Regions from separate parts of the Zea mays genome. Here region 2 is linked to region 1. A link is a contact called in public Hi-C data. All regions are on one chromosome and are shown on one strand. Each heading gives the region's core, a stretch centred on a gene start, on an enhancer-like site or on the middle of the called end of the contact. The rest is flanking DNA. Distances are from core to core; before and after follow the strand shown. Region 1 holds the start of LOC100272652. Region 2 holds the start of LOC100191663.

The links. A called contact is a pair of places that touch in the nucleus more often than the background predicts.
Region 2: a contact with region 1 is called in a Hi-C map of leaf, with 6 times the contacts expected there. The contact joins the promoter of LOC100191663 here to the promoter of LOC100272652 in region 1. A contact is called at or near these places in 4 of 25 Hi-C or Micro-C datasets (ear, leaf and tassel).

Annotation. Positions count from the first base shown.
Region 1 is chr4:40,071,630-40,078,047 of Zm-B73-REFERENCE-NAM-5.0, reverse strand. It overlaps LOC100272652, which reads left to right and starts at 2,549. Exons shown (of 3, transcript NM_001147110.1): 1 at 2,549-2,866; 2 at 3,054-3,331; 3 at 3,743-4,990. The coding sequence starts at 2,695. The coding sequence ends at 4,432.
Region 2 is chr4:40,223,827-40,230,275 of Zm-B73-REFERENCE-NAM-5.0, reverse strand. It overlaps LOC100191663, which reads left to right and starts at 1,262. Exons shown (of 10, transcript NM_001137092.1): 1 at 1,262-1,303; 2 at 1,445-1,462; 3 at 1,603-2,022; 4 at 2,129-2,245; 5 at 2,365-2,505; 6 at 2,588-2,767; 7 at 3,462-3,666; 8 at 3,977-4,143; 9 at 4,230-4,315; 10 at 4,419-4,748. The coding sequence starts at 1,624. The coding sequence ends at 4,527.

The sequences.
Region 1 (6,418 bases), core at 1,300-3,799:
TAGCACTCTGCTACACCCCCCATTGTACACCTGGATCCTCTCCTTACGACTATAAAAGGGAGGACCAGGGCCTTCTTAGAGAAGGTTGGTCGCGCGGGACCGAGGACGGGACAGGCGCTCTCTTGGGGCCGCTCGCTTCCCTCACCCGCGTGGACGCTTGTAACCCCCCTACTGCAAGCGCACCCGACCTGGGCGCGGGACGAACACGAAGGCCGCGGGACTTCCACCTCTCTCACGCTCGACTCCGGCCACCTCGCCTCTCCCCCCTTCGCGCTCGCCCACGCGCTCGACCTATCTGGGCTGGGGCACGCAGCACACTCACTCGTCGGCTTTGGGACCCCCCTGTCTCGAAACGCCGACATATATATATATATATATATATATATATATATATATATATATATATATATATATATATATATATATATATATATATATATATATATATATATATATATACACACACACACGAGTACTGCCCGGCCGGCCGTGTCTCTCTCCGTCTCGATCGCTACCTAGTCTTGTTCATGTTTTCTCGGACACACATGACCAGGGCCGTTCCTGACTTTTGAGGGGCCCGGGACAAGATTATAAACATAGGCCCCAACACCATAAAAACTATTTTTTACTATTATATATACTCCCTCCGTTTCGTTTTAGTTGTCGTTGGATAGTACAAAATTGAACTATCCAGTGACAACTAAAAAGAAACGGAGGGAGTATCAACTAATTATACTTGATGTACCACAAAAAGACTTGAGCAGTAAAAAATATAAGTAAGATTATTACCTTAAATATATTTTAGAGATCAATTTAAAAATGTTTTCTAACATTTCTAGATGCAAAATCATCAATGATGGCTTCAATATTGACATCATCTAATAATTTCTTCTCAATACATAAAGTTGCTAGCCCGTCTAACCTTTCTTGAGACATTGCAGACCTTAAATAATTCTTCAATAACTTAAGCTTTGAGAAGCTCCTTTCAGCTGATGCCACCGTTATTGGTATAGTAAATAATATCCGATAAGCAACAAATATATTGTGATAGCAATCCATTCTCATAACAAACTCAAAAATATATTGGTATAGTAAATAATATCTGTTTCTATCATATATTCTTATTGGACTTTGTGTGCGGTGGGGCCCCTGGAAGATGGGGGCCCAGGTCGGCCGCCCCTCCCGTCCTACCTCAGGCACGGCCCTGCACATGACGCGACGACACGTACGACACGATGCATGCATGGCAATGGGTACGGTACTATATATGATGACTCAGTATTGCGTATCATGCTATACATTGCCATTTTTTCTTGGCTTAGGCTATATATAAGTTCATCACAAGTTGAACCCACGAGTGGAGTAATGCAATGCATCCACACACGTATGCTCGCCCTTGTTGCCGCCCTCCGTGGTGCGAGCGTACGTATGCGAGTTTTGAGTGGAATGTGAGGTCAAGAGGCCAGCTGGCGAGCGAGACGGTGCGGACAACCAATCATATAGTATATGCATGCATGTTCATGTACCGATATAATCACTCTACATATATTCATACCTATATATGTCGTGTCGACAATATAGTGCACATGCATGGGAGTGGAGGAGGAAGGTAGGAAAGAACGAAACCCTTTTGTTTTAGAGGTGTCAATGGGACCCGATACCCGTTAATCTATATAGAATTCATTTTATTAGGGTTAGGGTTAGGGTATATATAGAAAGATTTTAATAAAGATTTGGGTGAAATTCTTCCCCACAATGGATGGGTATGTGAGTATGGGAATGGAAAATTCATCAGTAAAATTAGGTGTGCAACCCAAAAGTCAATAAGCCCAACATCTAACTCTGCCTCTTCCAATAACCCCTTTAAGCACCTATCTAAACTTTGTTTTTGCTTGTTCTGAATGGCTAAACAATGTTTTTTCTTATTAAATGTCAGATTTATTCGTGATATATTATTGTTGGTTGTATTATGGTTGTTAATGTCATATAAAATATAACTTGATCATGTATTTCTTGTTGAGGATGTGGATTTATTGGGACCTGATACCCGAATGAGGATAGGTATGGACAATTCTTATATCCATGATGAGTATATATATGGGGATGGATATAACTTCATATAGATGGGTACGGGGTGTCCCAAGAATTACCCGTTGATACCTCTACCTTGGCATGTCCTCTCCCTTTCTCTCTCTTAATTCTACCGCTATCACTGCTCGTACCAGCAAGGATGCATGCATGCAGCCACCTTTCCTCTTTCTGTCTCTGTCAGGAGTGGGTGGCAAAACCAACCCTGCCGCTCGCAGCTCTGGGCTAGCTGCTGCAGTGCATGCACTGGCTGACGACCGCTGGAAATGAAATGATGGCAATATGATTCATAGATGGATCCATGGACAAGCCCGATCCGTCTGCTGCCAAAATGCCTATTGGGTAGCAAAAAATACCCCCCCCCCCCCCCCAACCCCCACCATGACGTACTATATATAAGCGCGCGCCTTTCCTCCCCTGCCAGTCTGCCACCAGCAATTCCCTTCTCATTCCTCATCATCGTCTTCCTCCTCTGGCCTTCCCATCTTCTTCCTCTCGTCCTCGATCGATCATCCTGCTAACTAGCTAGAGGTCTGGCACTAGCTGCTAACTAGAAAAAAGGAAGAAAGCAAGCAAGCTAAGAAGGAATTGAAGATCGTATCATCAATGAGCATCTCGGTGAACGGGCAGTCGTGCGTGCCGCCGGGGTTCCGGTTCCACCCCACGGAGGAGGAGCTGCTCAACTACTACCTCCGCAAGAAGGTGGCCTCCCAGCAGATCGACCTCGATGTCATCCGCGACGTCGACCTCAACAAGCTCGAGCCATGGGACATCCAAGGTACGGTATACTTACCACCATATACCTTCCATCTCCGAGGTCCGAGCAAAGCATCAGCTCGTGATCATAGGATCGGATCGGAGCTGGTGACCTGATGGTCATGTCACACGAGCATGAACGTGAGCTGATCATCGTACGTCCATGGCGCTGATCATCGGGGTTAGTTATCGATTCTGCGTGCATGCAGAGAGATGCAAGATCGGGTCGGGTCCCCAGAACGACTGGTACTTCTTCAGCCACAAGGACAAGAAGTACCCGACGGGGACGCGCACCAACCGCGCTACGGCCGCCGGCTTCTGGAAGGCCACCGGCCGCGACAAGGCCATCTACAGCGCCGTCAGGCGCATGGGCATGCGCAAGACGCTCGTCTTCTACCGGGGCCGCGCGCCGCACGGCCACAAGTCCGACTGGATCATGCACGAGTATCGCCTGGACGACCCTGACGCCGCCGCCGTCGCCGCCACGGTAAGCATGCCTGCACTGCATGCATGCATCCTCCGGCTCGATCAGATCAGATCTTCCATCCCCAGTTCCCCTGGTAGTGGTAGATAATATAATTGTCTGTGTCGTTACTAATCTCTGCAACAATTCACGTACGCCACCATTAATAAACAATTATATGTGTGTGGATGGAACCATGGATCGGAGGCGGTGGTGCAATCATACGAGTACGTACGGCTGCCCGCCTTGATTTGATCCAGCTCCAGACGTGAGATGAAGAAAAACCCTCTTGTTTGATTGATTGATCGATGAGGAGAGCAGTAGGAGGGACGGAGGCAGTACTAATTATTGAACTTTGCCATGTGCTAGCTTCATGTGCCTTAAAAAGGTAGCAACAAATACAATTAACACCGCTGGCGATGTCGTGTTGGACAGGTAGCCGCTGCTGCCGCGTCGTCCGACGGCGGGCAGGAGGACGGCTGGGTGGTGTGCAGGGTGTTCCAGAAGAAGCACCACCACAAAGAGTCGTCAGGCAGATGCCGCAGCAAGCGCGGCAGTAAAACCGAACACGGGCACGGCGAGGCCAAGACGGCGGCGCACCAACGCCACGGCTGCGGCCTGCAGTACTCCTCCAACGACGACACGCTGGACCATATGCTGGGCAGGCGGTCCTGCAAACAGGAGCACGAGCTGCTGCCGCTGCCGCCGCCGGCGGCTGCGCGGGCGGCGTCCAGGTACATCCGGCCCATCGAGACCGTGCTGGGCGGGCACGGGTTCATGAAGCTGCCCCCGCTCGAGAGCCCGGCGGCGGCGGAGGCGCTGACGACGCCGCACGCCGTCTCTGCAGGCGACGCCACCGCCGCCGGGGCCCTCGACGGCCTCCACCGCGCCGGGAACGGGATCACGGACTGGGTCATGATGGACCGGATGGTGGCGTTGCACCTCAACGGGCAGGCACCCGCCGCGGACCAGCTCGGCAGCTGCTTCGACGCCAGCGCGGACGGCGGCGGCCTCGCCTGCTTCTACTCCGCTGCCGCCAACAGGCTGCTCGGCGGCGGCGACGACGACCTGTGGAGCTTCACGCGATCGTCGTCGACGGAGCGGCTGGGCCATGTGTCGCTTTAGACAGACGCCCGGCCGTTCGTCGTCGATCGCCTTACTTATGTACGTACGTACGTCGTAGGGAATTAGGGATCGGGAAAGCACTGCCGCATGTGTGTGTGTGGCTCAGTGGCTGGCCACACAACCTATCTCCGCCGTCCATCTCGCTTGCGGGTCCCACACACAAAGCTCCGGTGAACTTGGGTCAGATTGATTGAACCATATATATCCTCGATGACAATCGGTTCTTCAACTTCATTAACAAACAACCCTAGTTTATTTTAAAACTAAAACACGATAAATAAAAAAGAACGGAGAGAGAGTACTATATATATATAGAACCAGTAATGCGATATGCTTGTTTGACATCCTCGGACCATAGGGACCATAGGAGTAGGAGCAAGTTTCTTCTTTCTTTCTAGGCACATAAAAACTTGCTTAGGAGGTGACAATCGGTCTTTCTTTTTTTATGGGCCGATCCACTGAATCGGGCCTTTTATTGCTTGATTTGCTTGTTGATAAGGGCATGTTTGTTTGTGATTGCAATATATCTAGATCATATAATCTAACGTATTTTGAACCAACACTTTCTCACCTACACAAACCGGTTTGGGCCGGGTTTTATTTTTATTTTGCATGGAGCATGCGAAATTGCCCTATTTTCCTTTCAAATTCGGCTCTTTTCCTTCGCTTCCACGTGATTTTTTGGGTGGTGGCCCCCTTTTGGCTGACAACGGCATCCATCCGTGTACCTTGGACTACACCGTACTCGGCAGTAATAATATTAATATATGCTGGATCGATGGTCGACGAGCGGACGACGGTGGGCCGGTGGCAGCACCGATGGATGGATCGATGGTCGTCGTCCGATCGCCTGGCGTGCCGAAAAGTCGCCAGGCTTTATGAAACAGGTCGCATCCGTATCTCCATTCCACACGCGCCCGGCCGGCCGTCGACCGTCGTGGAACAGTATGCACCTATTCATGTCGCTGACAGCGACGCCGACGAGCTGCGGCCATGGACGGATGGACAACGTTTCAACTCGTATGCATGACATGCCATGATGTACGCGCGCGGCGGCCGTACGTAAGTAGTATATATACAGTTCATTTGATTTCCATCACGAATTACAGACAGCAGCTCTGCACTCGCGCGCGCACGCACAGCAGGTAGGTTCTCACGAACTACTCCGGCGCCGGCGACCACGCCCAGCGGCCGGCGGCGCACCCGTCGAGGATGAGGCGGGCGGCGACGTCGCCTGCTGCGTCCCTGCGGACGGCGGCGGCGGTCAGCGCGCGGAACTCGCTGGCCCGCATGCGCACGGTGACCCGCTGACCGGCCGGCGGCACCTCGGGCGGCGTCCAGGGGTGCACCGCCGCCGTGCGCTGCCCCCGCCTCGTCAAGGTCGCCTGCGCCTTCCTCGTCATCCAGCGGCACCAGTCGCAGGACTTGGATGCGCAGCTCCCCATGGACACAATTAACGTAGCAGCTGCTGGTGGTGGTGATCGGTCTTGTACGTGACATGGATCTGTGTTTGTGTATATATATATATATACATAGCGTCGCATGTCCGCATGTGGATGAAGATTTGTGCGTTGTTGCTGGTCGGAAATCGTTGATCGGCACCGCCAGTCACGGAAGCAGCAAGCAGAAGCGTGCATGAGGCTGTTGGACAAGCGTCAAGAGATAGGTCATGCATGTGCAGAGACGAGAGCTGATGCTTGCAAGGAAGAATCGACACACATATCTAGGGCCAGGCCCAGGAGAAGTCAAAGCAATTCAGAGAAGCAGGATTGCTGCATGCTGTTTCTGTGGCATGTGGGTGTGCAATGCAATGGCTTCTTATTGGCTTTGGCTTGGAAGAGGAGCAAGCTGTTGTGTGCAAGCAATGCCAATGGCTTACTGGCTTTGTGGGGGATGGCTGGCTGGCTGCATGGCGACACGAGAACATGGCAGCCGGGAGCGTGGTAGACTGGTAGGGCTGGGCGACGACGCAAGAACATCGAACTA
Region 2 (6,449 bases), core at 13-2,512, 150 kb before region 1:
TTAGATTCTGGATTCACATTGATTTAAGCAGTTTTTAGGGCTAGTTTGGGAACTACGTTTTCCCAAAGAAAAACTAATTTTTCTTGAAAAAATGAAAATCCCGTGAGAAATGAGGTTTCCAAACTAGCCCTTAAGGTTTTAAAAAACGGATGAAAAAACTAACTTTTCACTGCCACAAGTTGACTCTGACGGCCAGATACGGCAAGATGCCAAAAGATTTTGATTACCAAATTGTTTATGCTGTTTTGATTGGAAAAATATTTTTTATTAAAATCTAAATCAAGCGGTGCTGTGACTAATCAAACTATTAACTAAATCTTGATTAGCTTATTGTCTAACCTAGACTAAATATAAATGTATGTCTAGGATCATCGATGAAAATTGCCATTATCATCGACTCATAAATCAATCATTGACACACCAGCAATAACTTATTGTTGTCTTTAATAAAAAGACTGTAACTATTGTGTAGGCCTTGTTTGGAAGCATGTTATTAAAAAACACTTTCTATCGTGAGTTTTCAGAAACCAGTTTAAGAAAAAAAAAGTTGTGTAGGGTGTTTGAAACCGTGTTTCTAATTGTTTTTGATCCATAATTATTAGCATACTATTCCTCTATTTTAAAAAGCGATGTCAATAGATGTAAGTTCCATAAAACCAATAAGGGCATGATGTAACTAAAGAAACAAAAGCTGATTTTATCGAGGGAGTTGGTTTTTAAGAAATTGAAAATCCGGTTTCTATAAATTAGGACATAAATTGGTATATTTGAAACTACTATAGATTCTTAAAAATTGGATGCTTTAAAAGATGCTCTTAATATTATCTTATATTATAGATGTTATAGTCATTATAAAATAAATCCCAGATATGAAATTTTGAAGAAACGATCAATTAGAAACATGAATTAAATGATGTTTGATAGTTTTTCAATGTATGCTTGGTAGACTAAAAACACAAGACAGCAGAATACGTAATCACGAAAACACAATCATACATATCATATTCCTATCTCGAGGAACAAAAACAGATGACAAAAGGTTCAACAAACAATTGCTTGTCATGTTTATGTAGCGCATCAAACACAAAGTTGATGTTACTGTACGGCAGGGCATCCCTTGCATCCTTCCCTACCGTTGGATCTGAAGACGGAGCAACGAGCAGCGGTGCCGACAGGGACGCCCTACCGGCCGCTATAAAGGCTCCCCGCGAGGCTGGCGGACAGCCCTGCTGAGTCTCTCACCTGCTGGCGGAGGCGGCCCCCAAAAGCCAAATTCCCCAACCCACACCACCTCCACACTCCAGTAAGCACCCCGCCTCCCCCCTCGATCTCCCTCCTCCAATTCCTTCTGCTGCTGCGACTGAATCGAATTGCTCCACTGCTACTAATCTCTATACTACTACTGCTTGCTCCTGTTTCAATCGATCAATCATGCCGCGCGTAGGTTTTTTCCGGCGCAAAGGTAACGAGCGAACACGAGCCCCGGTTTCCCGACCCCCTCTCCCAGATCCGCAGCGCGCCCGCGCGATTCCGTCCGCCCGACGCGAGTTCCCCTGTGTATTTTTTTTGTGATGATTTTTTTGACCTCTTTGCCTGGTCTAGGGTTAGGGTTTGCTGTCGGCGATGTCGGATCGGCAGCCGTCGGAGGAGCCGGAGGAGCAGGTGGACCTGGAGGGGGACGACGACGGCATGGACGACGACGACGCCGGGTACCGTCGCCGCGGAAGCCGGGACGACTCGGAGGAGCCCGAGGAGGATGACGACAATGACGAGCGCCACGGCGACGCCGACGACGACGCCGGGATGGAGCCGGAGCCGGCCGGAAGTAAAGGCGGGGATGACACGGGCAAGGGGCCCGACGTCGCCGGTGGCGGGCCCGAGGACGAGGAGGAGAGGAGCAAGTGGGATGACATGCTCGCCCTGCCGCCCCATGGCTCTGAGGTCTTCATTGGTGGCCTGCCCCGCGACATCACGGAGGAGGACCTCCGTGAGCTGTGCGAGCCGTTGGGAGAAATATATGAGGTCAGTTTCACGCGACACACGAACCCTGCCGTTTCCTCTTACCATCAGCTTGTTACATGCATGAGGGTTGTAATGTGGGTCTCTGTGGGGGTCAATGGAATGGCAGGTGAGGTTGACCAAGGATAAGGACACAAAGGAGAACAAGGGGTTCGCCTTTGTCACCTTCATGGACAAGGAGGCTGCGCAGCGCGCCATCGAGGATGTGCAAGACAGGGAGTTCAAGGTAGCTACTAATTTTGGCGACCTTCTGAGCTGCTGATTGTTCTACCTAACACTGGGTTTCCACATTCTGTCATGTGTTCTGCGCAATGTGCTTATATCCGATGGTTTTTGGTGCTGTAGGGGAGGACTTTGCGGTGCTCTCTGTCGCAGGCAAAGCACAGGCTGTTTGTTGGGAATGTGCCCAAGGGGCTGAGCGAGGAGGAGCTTACCAACACTATCAAGGGGAAGGGTCCAGGTGTTATCAACATTGAGATGTTTAAGGTGTGCTTTGTGGTTTCGTGCTTGTTTTCGTTTGTACACCACAAGTTCCAGATTCACTAATATTGAGATGCTGTTTGCACAGGATCAGCATGACCCAAACCGTAACCGTGGCTTCCTCTTTGTTGAGTATTACAACCATGCCTGCGCAGACTATGCCAGGCAGAAACTTTCATCTCCAAACTTCAAGGTTGATGGGAGCCAGTTGACTGTTAGTTGGGCTGAACCTAAGGGTTCAACAGATGCTTCATCTGCAGCTGCTCAGGTAGACATTTGGGCTAAAAATTCAAATTCAAATTCTATTGTATTGTTATATTTCAATTTTTAGGCCTTTTGGTTTTGCAATGATAGGCTTGTGCAAGTCTGTTTCCTACCGTCCTAGATGAATTGGCAATTTGATGTAAATGAATCCCTGTTTGCCTTTTTCTTCTGTCATAATCTGTTAGGAACAGGATGTGGCCACTGAAAAATGAAAAAAACAAAAGAAGTATTAAATATTTGGGGCTTAATAGTTGTATTTGCTGATTAGTCATTTTGCACTTTGATATTTTGGTAAAAGGTTTAGTGCCTTTTCTAAATCAGGCCTGAGTTTATGGTGTTGTATGAAGAACTGAGTGCTATGTGGGCATGTTTCTAATGCCTAATCTTCTCCTAGATTGATAGCTATAAATTGGTATGATGGCATGTTCTGCCTCGGTGAACTAGTCAGCTTATCTTTGAACTGCTGTGTGTGTAATGTGGATTCTTGGGGATTGGCTATGCAAAATACTTTTGTTGATTGTTAGACTTACTTGGTAATATACATTAATTGACTTGTCATTATTTCAACATGTGCTAGCTGTATACTCATTAGATGAGTATCCTGTTTCTTTAGAGCAATCTTTGCTTCTAAATTTTTGTATGCAGAAATTGCCCTTCTCTGTTGACTGAGGATTTGAATATTTGCTACAATTACTCAGGTGAAGACTATATATGTGAAGAACCTACCTGAAAATGTTTCTAAAGAGAAGATAAAGGACCTGTTTGACAAACATGGAGAGGTCACAAAAATCGTTCTGCCTCCTGCCAAGGCTGGTCATAAGAGAGACTTTGGCTTTGTTCACTTTGCAGAAAGATCAAGTGCATTGAAGGCAGTTAAAGGAAGTGAAAAATATGAAATCGATGGTAAACTTCTCTACCTGCTATCATCCAGTTTCCTGTGAAATTCAGAGCCACAGTAGCAGCACAATCAGAATTTGTTTTTGAACAAAATTATCAGAAATTATCCGTAGTTGAATCACATAAAAATCACATCAGTTTCTATTGGTGCCGATACTGATTACTTGGGCATCTCTCTCTCGCCTTGCAGTACAATTGATTATTTTATTTAGATCTTGAGTGACATTTATTGGTATAAAAGGAGTTTTAGTTGCTAGAACTGCTTTGTCATGAATAGATCCATATTAGATGTAACCTTTGGGCTTACTTGATGCAGGTCAAGTACTGGAAGTGTCCATGGCCAAACCATTGGCAGATAAGAAACCTGATCATTCACACAGGCCTGGAGGAGGCCCTAATTATCCCCTTCCTCCCTATGGTGGTGGTGGCTACATGGGAGATCCATATGGTGCTTATGGTGGCGGCGGTCCTGCATACAACCAGGTGATCCAACCTAACCATTCAGACAATCACATGTATGCAATACTGCATTGTGTTATTTTGCTTTATTAACATAATACTTTTGGCAGCCAATGATATATGGCAGAGGACCAGCACCGGCAGGAATGAGGATGGTGCCGATGGTGCTTCCTGATGGCCGCCTTGGCTATGTCCTGTAAGACCATTCCTGCAGTTTGTGACAGCATATTCTGCCTGAAGCTCAATGTCTGCCTGAGCACATATCTGCAGTTTGTGACAGCATATTCTTCTGTCGACAGGCAACAACCTGGTGGAATGCCGCCTCCGCCCCCACCGCGGAGGGGTAGTGACCGAAGAGACAGTGGCAGAGGTGGCGAAGGGCACAGCCGGCGATATCGCCCTTACTAGCTTTTCCCTTATGGGCTCTACTCCCATCATGTGGTATGAAGCGTTTAACTTATGAGACGAGATAGGAGCCTGTGTTCTTGTCCCAGTATAAGATCTGCGATGGCACGATGCTTGTACCATCTGTTTACTTATTTTTATCATGCAGTGCATGTGACTTGAAACTGTGATGGACTTGTATTGCTTTCTGCCTTATGGCACCTGTAGTAGTGAACTGATGAAGGAAGTTCATGCGGACTCTGAAGCTTTGTTGGCTTAGAATGGTAATTTTGCTGTATTCTATTTCACAGGAGATAATCTGTCCCGACCTTAGCAATTGTCGTTCATCTTGGTGTAACTGACGCTAGAGCTGAAGCTAGCGGCTTGTTTCTGAAAACTGAAAATGGCCTCTTGTAGACTGAAGATTAGAACAAACTGGAGCCAAAAGTGGTGCATGGACGACACAGGGCCAGCTTTCAAACTTTTCTCTCTCTCTCTCTCTCTCTCTCTCTCTCTCTCTCTCTCTAAAAATGCTACTAATTCTTTTGAGCAAATTCTACGAGTACAATAGAAATACCACTTGGATTCTGTGGACCGAGCATTGTTGGCATCATTTCACTCTTTCACGAAACAAGTGCCTCGCCTCTTGAAATAGACGACTGTTCGCGAGAGAGTTGAGGGATTTCACCCGTGAACTCTTCAAAACAAGAGTAGAGTGGTTTTTTTAAAACAAAATTAGAACTAAAAACTAGAGTAGTTACTAGGTATATGTCCGTGCATTGCTATGATTTTTATATGCATTGCTACGATTTTTATATATAACATAAGATAAATTTGATTTTAATAAAGCCAGATTTTTATATGCATTGCTACGATTTTTATATATAACATAGGATAAATTTGATTTTAATAAAGCCAAAATATATATTTTCTATTGATTAGGTGAATTTGAATATGGATCAAACAACCAAGTTTCAAACACTCACTTGTATATAATTTTACCTTATTTTTACATAAAACTCTTCTATTATATTAGTATAGAGAAGAGATTATAAAAAATACGGACTGATTCTAAAGAAGTGTAGCTTTTTTTAAAAAAAATATTGACAGGGCACAATTGTTGAATTTCAACTGTTGAATTTGGTGCTTTAATATAGTAAAGACTAGCAATCATATTTATCCTCGAATTCATCAAACGAGTGTAGGGTGATTTTATCAAAATTAGAGAAATTATTAATTAAAACTGGAGTGGTTGTTAGTAATTGTATTAGGTGGTCAAAATAGCGTATTCTTTGGTAGAGAAAGTGGGTCTATTCTTGGTGGCAACATGTATGATCTAAAAACAATTATGGGATGTTTGTTTTAAGAACCAATCTATTCTAAATAAGGCGGTGCGTTAATGAGTCATTTCATAATTTTGGTAGGATTAACTCATTCCTCATATTATTAATAATTATTAGTTTATGAGGAATAAAATAACGATAGATCAACTTATTTTTCTACAAATCAAATAAGAAAGTAAGGAATGAGAAGATGATAGACTACCAAATACACTTTATGTTTGGTCGGGGAGCCAACTGGGATGTAACGGCTCTATTCCAGTTTCTAAGAATTAAGTAATAATTTCATTCTGTGTTTGGCAAGCAGAACAGAACCATTCCATTTTTTGTTTGGTTGAAGAGTAGAGAGCGGAGCCGCTCCGTTCATTGTTTGGTTGAGAGCCATATGACTGTGGTGTGGAGAAGAGGGAGGAGAGTGCTCGCGTCCGCGAGAGCGCTCGCATCCGGTCGTTTTAGTGGAGCGAGAGCGTCCCAAATATTTATCATTTATAGATTCTAGGAGCCGCTCCGCTCTCCCCGTTGAAACCAAACATAAAAAATAAGAATGGAGCCGTTCCATTCCCCTCCGCCCCTCAACCAAACACATAATTAGAGTGTCAACATACT